Regions from separate parts of the Capra hircus genome. Here region 1 is linked to region 2. Evidence: chromatin contacts called from public Hi-C data. All regions are on one chromosome and are shown on one strand. The core of a region is the stretch at or near the end of the contact, and the rest is flanking DNA. Distances in the headings are between cores, read along the strand shown.

The links. A called contact is a pair of places that touch in the nucleus more often than the background predicts.
Region 1: a contact with region 2 is called in a Hi-C map of blood, with 2.9 times the contacts expected there. The contact joins the enhancer-like site here to the promoter of PDLIM7 in region 2. A contact is called at or near these places in 2 of 5 Hi-C or Micro-C datasets (blood and liver).

The regions. Positions count from the first base shown.
Region 1 is chr7:71,720,151-71,724,550 of ARS1.2, reverse strand. It overlaps SLC34A1 (sodium-dependent phosphate transport protein 2A), which reads left to right. Exons shown (of 12, transcript XM_018050615.1): 10 at 1,127-1,243; 11 at 1,344-1,468; 12 at 2,170-3,398. The coding sequence ends at 2,673. PFN3 (profilin-3) reads right to left here. Exons shown (of 1, transcript XM_018050613.1): 1 at 4,371-4,400. Among named protein-coding and RNA genes, the nearest start is that of PFN3, 2.9 kb to the right of the region's middle. Within about 2 kb of position 1,345, at least 1 of the 5 cell types and tissues checked has an H3K27ac peak or open chromatin away from gene starts, as enhancers often do.
Region 2 is chr7:71,620,188-71,624,801 of ARS1.2, reverse strand. It overlaps PDLIM7 (PDZ and LIM domain protein 7), which reads right to left and starts at 2,904. Exons shown (of 13, transcript XM_018050601.1): 1 at 2,795-2,904; 2 at 1,742-1,847. The coding sequence starts at 1,837.

The sequences.
Region 1 (4,400 bases), core at 96-2,595, 100 kb before region 2:
CATCTTTGAGCCTCAGTTTCTGCATGTGAACAAAGAAGAGGTTGGAATGGGTGATATATGAGGTCCCTGAGATGCTGACAAGCTGGGAATCTGTGGCTGCTTCTGTTCTAGCAGGTGGCTCCAAAGGGATTCCCAGAGGCCATTGTTTGATTCAATTAACAAATGGTCATTAAGTCCCCTCTGTGTGCCAAGCACAGAGTGGTGTGAGGGATACAGAGGTGAGCCTCACAGAGATGGCTCTTGCCCTCAGGGGGCTCACACCACACATGGAAAGACAGCAAAAAAAAAAAAAAGATCAAGGGGAGATAAATTTAGATAAAAGAGAACAGTTACTGCCAAACAGAAAGCAAAAACAGCAAATAGAGTATGGAAGAGTTGCTTTTGATAGGTGGTCAGTGGCTTCTGTGCAGAGGTGACATTTGAGCAGGGACCTACATGTGAAGCAGTCAGACATGGCCAAAGAGCTTTTTGAGTGGAGGGAACAGTACATGCAAAGGCTCTGAGGCAGGACTTGGCTGGGCAGGCTTGTGGCACAGAAAGGTGGCCAGCCCTGTGGTGGGAGCTTGGTGAGTGAGGTGGACAGAGGCAGGGAGAGGTCAGCGAGGTAACAGGGCCCTGCAGGCTGCACTTAGAGCCCGGACTTTATCCAGGGCTATGGGGGCACTTGGGGGGTTGGGCAGTGACACCATCTGACTTTCATTTAAGCCTCATGTTGAGCTTTAGGGACCCCACCCGGCATGGGCAGAGGCCGTATGACAAATGCTGGAATAAGGGGCATTTGTGGATCTTTGAGAGTTCAGAGGAAGGAGAAGCAAAGTCTGCCTTGGGACTGGGGTCAGGGAGGGCTCTCCAGCGGCAGTGATATCCATGCTGAATCCTGAGCATGAATATTTAGGGGTGAGGAGGCTATCCCAGGCAGAGGGAACAAGGGAGCAAAAGTATGATGGAAGCAGGCTAAGAAGGGTCTTTAATCCAAGATCAAGGAGGACCAGGAGAAGCTGCCACAGTTGAGGAGGAGACTGACAAGGTGCCACTTGGAAGCTGGCATCAGAGACCTCCTCCCCAAGAAACGTCCCCGCCCCTCTCAATCCCCTCCCACTGATCCTACTCGATGGTTTCCTCGCAGACTTTCCCACCCCCTTCACCTGGGCCACAGGCTACTTTGCCATGGTGGTAGGGGCCAGCATGACCTTTGTCGTCCAGAGCAGTTCTGTGTTCACCTCAGCCATCACCCCACTCATCGGTGAGTCCTCACACCGAGGCAGGGTTGGGTGGGGAGGGGCTGGCAGGGAAAGGACTGAAGGAGGGAGCTGGGGAGCCCATGTCCTCTCCTCTGCCCCCAGGCCTCGGTGTGATCAGCATTGAGCGTGCCTACCCGCTCACACTGGGCTCCAACATTGGTACCACCACCACGGCCATACTGGCTGCCCTGGCCAGCCCCCGGGAGAAGCTGTCCAGTGCTTTCCAGGTAAGCTTAGGAGAGGAGCCCTGCCAGAGGGAGGACAGGGCTAAGACTGGCACCTGAAGCCTGACCCAGTGTAGACAGTGTGTACCAAACAGTTTTTGACTGCCTAGTAGGGGGCACCTGCTATGCCAGACTCTATGGAAATCATATGGGCAAAGTATACCTGGTGCCGCCGTCAAGACCTTAGAGTCTAGTGAGAACACAATCAGACATGACTGAGCGAGTGTGCGCACGCACAGATGCCAATCAATGAACAAGAGTCGGTGGGATTCACACTCTAGGGAAGGGGTGCTGTTAAGAGGGGGCCTGGCTCCATCTGGGGGATCAAGGACTTGGAGGCAGACAGCAAAGGGGTTGCTGCTCTAGGAGCAAAGGAGTAACTGATAAGCCAGGATGTTGCCCACTCAGGAGGCCAGAGCTTCTGAACCAGAAATCAGTATGAATCTTTCAGCTCCTGGATATGGATGGAATCTGCTGGGGAATTCCTGAGAAAGGGCTTAGTGGGAAGAAATGTGGAGAGTTTAGGGCAGTTTAGGGCAGTTATGTACCCACTGGTCCGGAAGTGTACCAGTGTTTCACTGGGGGCATGCTAGCCCTGAGTGCTGACTTTCCTGCTGCCCAGAGCTGGTGGTCCCGTCATCTAATCCTGACTCAGGAGCTAGGGCCATGCCTGCCTCCGCCCCTCTGCCTTCTCTCCCCTGCAGATTGCCCTCTGCCACTTCTTCTTCAACATCTCTGGCATCCTGCTGTGGTACCCTGTGCCCTGCACGCGCCTGCCTATCCGCATGGCCAAGGCGTTGGGCAAACGCACGGCCAAGTATCGCTGGTTCGCCGTCCTCTACCTCCTCCTGTGCTTCCTGCTGCTGCCCTCGATGGTGTTTGGGCTCTCCATGGCAGGCTGGCGGGCTATGGTAGGTGTGGGCGCACCCTTCGGGGCCCTGCTGGCCTTCGTGGTACTTGTCAGTGCGCTGCAGCGTCGCAGCCCCGGGTGCCTGCCCAAGTGGCTGCAGACGTGGGACTTCCTGCCCCTGTGGGTGCACTCCCTGAAGCCCCTGGACCGCCTCATCACCCGTGCCACCCTGTGCTGCGCCAGGCCTGAGCCCCGCTCACCCCCACTGCCCGCCAGGGTCTTCCTGGAGGAACTGCCCCCCGCCACACCCTCCCCCCGCCTTGCCATGCCCCATCACCACGATGCCACCCGTCTCTAGGCTCCAGCCCAGATGGCTGCCTGGGGCCAGAAGGAGCCTGTGTCTGAGATGCCCAGGGTGGAAGGGCAGAGGGGTGCGTCTGGGCATGTGCCGGTGCTTGTACAGGTCCTGGGAGGTCTCGGCTTGTGCGGCTGAGAGTGAGTGTATGTGCGCGTGTGGGGGGGCCGCATGCCAACTGCAAGGTATCTGGGTATGATTGTGAGTCCTTTGCAGATGTATTTGGAAGCCTGCACTTGTGTCCCTGTGTACACACAACTCTGACTAGGCTGGGTGGGAGTGAGGGTGAGTCTGTGTATGTGACCTACAGCTGTTTGCTAGGGCACAGATGTGGGTGCCTGATTCATTGCTTGAATTCTCACCCCCTCCCTGCCACCTTCCTTCCTCCATGGTACCATTCTCCTCATCCTCACCCAGGGTTTCTGCATCTCCGCTACAAGGCCCTTCCTAACACTGCCTGATTAAAAAGAAAAGAAAGAAATGAAACTCTCATTGTGCACTTGGAAATCTGCTTGTTCTCCATCTGGAGAGGAGGAACAGATCATGGTTTGGGGCTCAGCAGTACTGTCCCCCCTCCGAAAGAGACCCTGCTGTGCCCTGGGAAAGCCAGCCGACAAGCTCTCCCCAACAACCCTCCTGACCCTGCCTAATGAATCCAATCCACAATTCAAACTCCCTGGAGGCCCCTTGAGGGCTACCTTAAGGCAAGTGGAAGGAGGGCTCTGTGCACCTCTATCTCCCAACCCCAGCAGGCTGACCTCTGCTCTCTACCTGTCTCCCTCCCCTACTCTGAGACAAAATCAGTTCTCTAGAAACCAAGTGACAGGTGGGGGCCCATCAGGGCTACTGAAGGAAGGAGAGGGAGGGTGGAGAGGGGCAAGAGAAGCCATGCCCTGGGCCCCAGTGTGCAGCGGGCAGAGACCAGTCACTTTCCCTTGCACCTTTATACTCTGCCTTTGGGCAGTAAACCAGGCTTCATTTAAGCCCACCAAAGTTTTTCAATTCCTCCTCCCCCATAGGGCCCCCTGAACAGAGGTCTGCAGAAGGAGAGGCAAAGGGTGGGCAATGCCAAAGCTCCTCCCTCTAGTCCAGGGACATCTCTGGGGCCTTTGGACCCCAAAGTGGCAGGAAGACTGTAGGGCCCCGCATCTAGTTGTGATGGTCTACAACACTTGCCTCCCCACCCCCACATCCACCCCCTTTGAAGTGTTGTCGGGGGATGCAAGGGCCTGGAAGCCAGAGAGCTGTTTTCCAAGCTACCAATCCCATCATGTTACCCACCCACAGCCCTTGCTAGTGCTTCTTCTTGCTGGTGGAGGTGAGAAGTACATTGGCCCCAGCTTAGGGAGTGGTGCGGGAGGGTGGGGAGGGGACTTCCTTTAGAGTTTGTCTCACACAGACTTGTGGAAGTTTTGTGGGAAAGGATACTCAGGTCTGAGTTGCAGGGTGTGAGGAGGCTACCCTCTCATCAGCTTGGGTGTCCCTAGGGACCCTGGGGAGGCACCAAGGCCCTGGGACTCTGGCCTAGGGAGTTAGTCCAGAGGGGGGCACCCATGGGAGGTCCTGAGATAGATAGAGCCTAGGAGACTGGGAAGCCTCTGGACTCATAATAAGAATCTCACCAGACACCCTTCTGCAAGGATCTAGTAAAGTACCTTCCTCATCGGCAATTCCCCCCACACCCTCCCACAACTCGAGTGTGAGTCTGCCACGCCCAGGTCAGACTTTAT
Region 2 (4,614 bases), core at 1,655-4,154:
AGACCTGGGGATGGGGGGCAGCATGTGTCTGGAGAGAAAAGCAAGGAGGCCCAAGGGACCAAGGAGAGGAAAAGCCAGGGGGCTGGACACCACACGGAGTAGGGGGTGAGTCAGCCTGAGGGCTCCACTGAGCAGCCCAACCCCCAAGTCCCAGACGTTACCTCATCTCCCAGGCCTGGGCCTCCAGCCAGCCCTAGCCCCTCCCTCTCCTCCTCCATGCTAGGGTCAGGAGAGAGGGAGGGGGCCCAGTCCAGCTCCGAAAAGACCACCCTCACTCCCACCCACCAGGGCCTAGGTCCAACTCCAGGGCTGGGCTCAGCCAGTGGCCCCACCCACATGCTGGGGCTGCTGACAACAGAGCCCGAGCTCAGAGTGCCCCCAACAGGCCACATCTGAAAGTCCATCCCTTAGGCTGCTTTGTTGCCCATCCCCACCAATGAATAAACTGAGGCTCAGAGGTCAGCCAAGCTCCCAGCCACACTGACCAGCACTTTCTCAGGAAGTGGAGTATAGGATGAGTTCCCAGGGATGGCAAGGCTTGAGTATTATGTATGGGCTGGGTGTAAGTAGTAGGGAGACCAGTGCCCTTAGCTACCTTGCTGGCAGAGCAGCTTCCAGGAAACCCCGCGGAAGGGTCCCTTGGAACAGTGACTGCTTGCAGGTCCTGGCCACCAAGCCCAACTACAACAGACTCTACCTTGGGGCCCCCTCAAGCTGGGATCTCTAGACCCCTCCAGGCTGTGCCTGCCCTGGGCTTCATGCCAACAGCTGCCCACTAGGAGCCTGGGTGTGCCTCTCTGGTCAAGTGGATATGGGGACAGAAATCCCCGCCCACTCCTGACCCCCAGACTACAGTCAAGAGACACCAACCCAAGGGCTGCCCTCACACTCTCAGGGCAGGCACTTTGTTCTCCGAGTCCCACAACTGATCCCACAGCTGGAGCCACAGCCTGATGATCGGCTGAGGGGCCCACTGATGGGGTTCAGGGTTCCAGGCCTAGGCCAGCCTTCTTTAGTTCTGCAGACTCCAGCCACCAGTTGACTATCCCAGCATGGGGCTGCATTCTTGGGCTTATAAGGCAATCCCCCTGCCACAGGGAGGAGCCAGCCTCCAGCTCCACCCCCACCAGGACAGGCTCTCAGGAGTTGAAGTCAGAGCCCTACAGACCCAAAGACCACTGCATCCTGAATGGAACCAGTGAATGGGATAAAAGTCCTCACCTGGGCTGGGGAGAAGCACCTTATCCACCCACAAAAACTGCAGGCCATCCCTGTGTTTGAAGCCCCATGCCTGCTTTGCCATGGAACTGATGAAAGAGTTCCTTCAATGAGTCTTGAGTTATCTCATCTGAATAAACAGGGTGGTAGTTGCTATTCCTTAGGTGGCAATGAGGATGAAGTGAGCTCCTGCAGTCAGAGTGCCCTCCCAGGGGCCTAGCACCAAACATTGCTCCTCAAGCAGTTTATAGACACTTCTTGGAGACCGCAGGTTCACCTCTTGAAGAATGGGCACACTCCTGAGCCTAGAAGGTGCAGTGTAGAGCTGTGGAAGTCTGAGGGCTGCTCCTTTCCCAGTATCTACCGAGTTGGGAGTCCTTGTGGCAGATGCGCACAGCTCTGGACCTGGACACCTCCTGGTCTGTGACCTCGGCTCATTCCTGCTCAGACTCCTCCTGCCGCCCACTGGAGAGCTGAGCACCCAGAGACCCCCAGAGGAACCCTTCCCTCAACCTAGGCTCACCCGGGAGATGGAGAGGGGTACATTGAAGTCCTTGCCCCCCTGCAGCCGGAAGCCCCAAGGTGCTGGCCCCTCCAGCACCACCTTGAAGGAATCCATAGTGCTGCTCCTGAGAGGAGAGAAAAAGTGAGTGATGCACAGTGGGTGCGCAGGCAGGCCCTACTCTGGACACCAGCCTTGGACTAGCGCCAGGCAAGCACTGGCAGACGCTGAGCACACCCAGGGGGAGGGTAGGCGGGCACCCTGGTAGGTCGCGCTGGGCTGCTAGCTGGCAGACTCTGGAAAGACAGGGGCAACCCCTCATCCCCAAAGGACTGGGGCGGGGGGTGAAGGGAGCCCGCATCCACTCTTAAGGTCCCTCTCACCCAGGAGTGGACAGCAGGACTACTTTGGTATGACTTCCTTCCCAGCCAGTCTTGAGCCTTGGTCTGGACAGCAATGCCAGTCCAGGGCCGGCACTCCTCTCCCCCGCCCCCAGGTCCCCACAGGCAGGCCTCGGCTGGAGCCTGCTCGGACTATATAAGGCGTGTAAACTGACACTGTTCGGAGAGAACACGGGGGCTTGGGCCGCGAGGGGGAGGGGTGCGGAGGGAGGCGGCTGGAGCGAATCCTAGCCATTCCAAGCCCAGTCGAAGCTACTGAGAGCCAGGGCAGGACCCCTGGGAGCGCTGGGTTCTGGGCGGGGGCGAGGCCCCTGGAGGGAATGGTGGGGGCTGGGACTCCAAAGCATGGTCAGGAAAAAGATTTATCCTGCAGCCCAGTGAGGGTGGTGCCTCCCACACAGGACTGCTACCATCCCAACGTGACTCAGTTTCCCCCTGGGCCTCCGCCTGGGCCCCAAGCACTGGCCGAGTCCCAGGCGCAGGAAGCGGCGCAGGCGCCAATCAGCCCCGCCGCAGCCGGCTTCGCCGCAGGAAGGCGGGGGCGGGGGTAGGGGCGACGGCCCATCGGAGGAACTGCAGAGCTGGCTACGACCCCCAGCCCCCTCTGTGGTCCCCATTAGGCCTCTGCCCCCCGCCTGGTCCGGCCCGAGATGCCCCGCGCTGTCCCAAGTACCTCCTGGGCCCCACCGGGGCGCTGCTCCGCGGCGGGCTCCAAAGAGCCGCGCTGGGATCCGCCGCCCGAGTTCTGACCCCGCCCCCGCGGCTGCCATCCGCTTTGAGCCCGCGTAGGGGGGGCGGAGCCATATGCCCCGCCCCCTCCAAAAGTCGCGGTCGCCCGGGCAGTGGGAAGCCCTACCCAATCCTTCCGCCCCACCCAATCATCAGGTCCCATCTAGCTTTGGGCTCTAAGACACAGCCCTCCTTGGTCCCGTCGGTGGGGCGGGGCCTGGACGGAGTCTGGGCGGGGTCTCGGCTGCTGGACACCTAGTCTGGGAGCCTAACCCTCCGCTTTCCTGGCCCTTTGCGCCTCCAGCTGGCTGAGTGAAAAGAAAGTCTACTTGGGAACCAGACAGATCTGGATCTGAGTCGTCTGTGAACCTTAGTTTCCAACTCAGAAAAATGGGACAATACTACTCGCTTCACAGGGCCGTCGTGAAGACAGGCACAGTTTGCCGTAAGGTACAGCCATCGGAGGCTCCAGAATTTCTAAATAGGACGGATTTGGTGGAGAGTTGGTGGAGGGGGGGGACCTCGAGGTGGGCTTAGTTGAGGAGGACACGGGGGAGTATGAAGTTAAGTTTGCAGGACATTCCACCGAAGGCAGAAAATGACAGTCGACACAGGTGTAGGGACCCTTGGCTCTGGCCCCAATCGTTACTCATTCCTGACCTGTTCCTACCGCCGACCCCTCGCAGTCAGCGGTCAGCAGCCCAGCGACCCCACCTAAGTGCTGACTGTCTTGATGGGGTATGTCCTGCTACCCGCTCCAGAACCGGCAGCGCCTCCATTGAGGGTGTCAGAGTCCCCACTTTGACCCAGTGCTCAGCCCAGGCGGCTAGCTCAGGCAGCGGGGGAAAGTGAGCAGGGATCCAGGTTTGCGAGTGAGTGAACAGATGTCCACGCCTCAGGGGATGGCCAATGCTATTCTCCCCTGTCCACTATTATCATATTTCATCCTCTTCTGCATCAATCCCTTCACTACATAAACTGATGTAAGAGTTCTCATCTTTAAATAAATTTTCTCTTGATCTCACAACACTTTTCAGCAATCTCTCTCGTATTCTTCTATTTTCCCTGAGGGTAAAATTCCTTGGAGTTGTCTATTACCCTTTCTCCCCGTTTTTCCTCCCATTCCCTCCTGAACTCATTCAGTCAAGCTCTTGTCCCCACCAGTCCTCTGAATTAATTCCCTCTTCAAAAGGTCTCTAATGATTTCCAGGTTATTCAATCAATGGTGATTTCTCAGCTTTCCTCTTTCCTTACCTAGAAACAGCTCTGGTCAGGGTATACTCCCTCTTCCCCGTGGCTTTATCCTGTCCCACTGACTGCTTCTTCTCCACCATCTTTCCTCCTGCCCTAATGAATTCTCCTTCTCCACCTCCTTTCGCAGCTCCTCATTTGCTTTCCAACATGGTCATCAGCTCTTTCCTCTCTACATTCACTCTCTGGGACCCCATTCTGCTCTGTGACTATCAATAACACCTATATGCCAAGGACTCCCGACTTATATGTCCGGATCTGGCCTTCCCCAACAAATCCAGACTCCAGTATCCAACAGTCTGTCAAGCCTAGGATGTCTATCTCAAATCATCATTGTTGTAGTTCAGTCGCTGAATCATCCAGCTCTTTATGACCCCATGGACTACAGCACACCAGGCTTCCCTGTCCTTCACCACCTCCCAAAGTTTGCTCAAACTCATGTCCATTGAGTCGGTGATGCCATCTAACCATCTCATCCTGTGTCATCTCCCCTTCTCCTCCTGCCTTCAATCT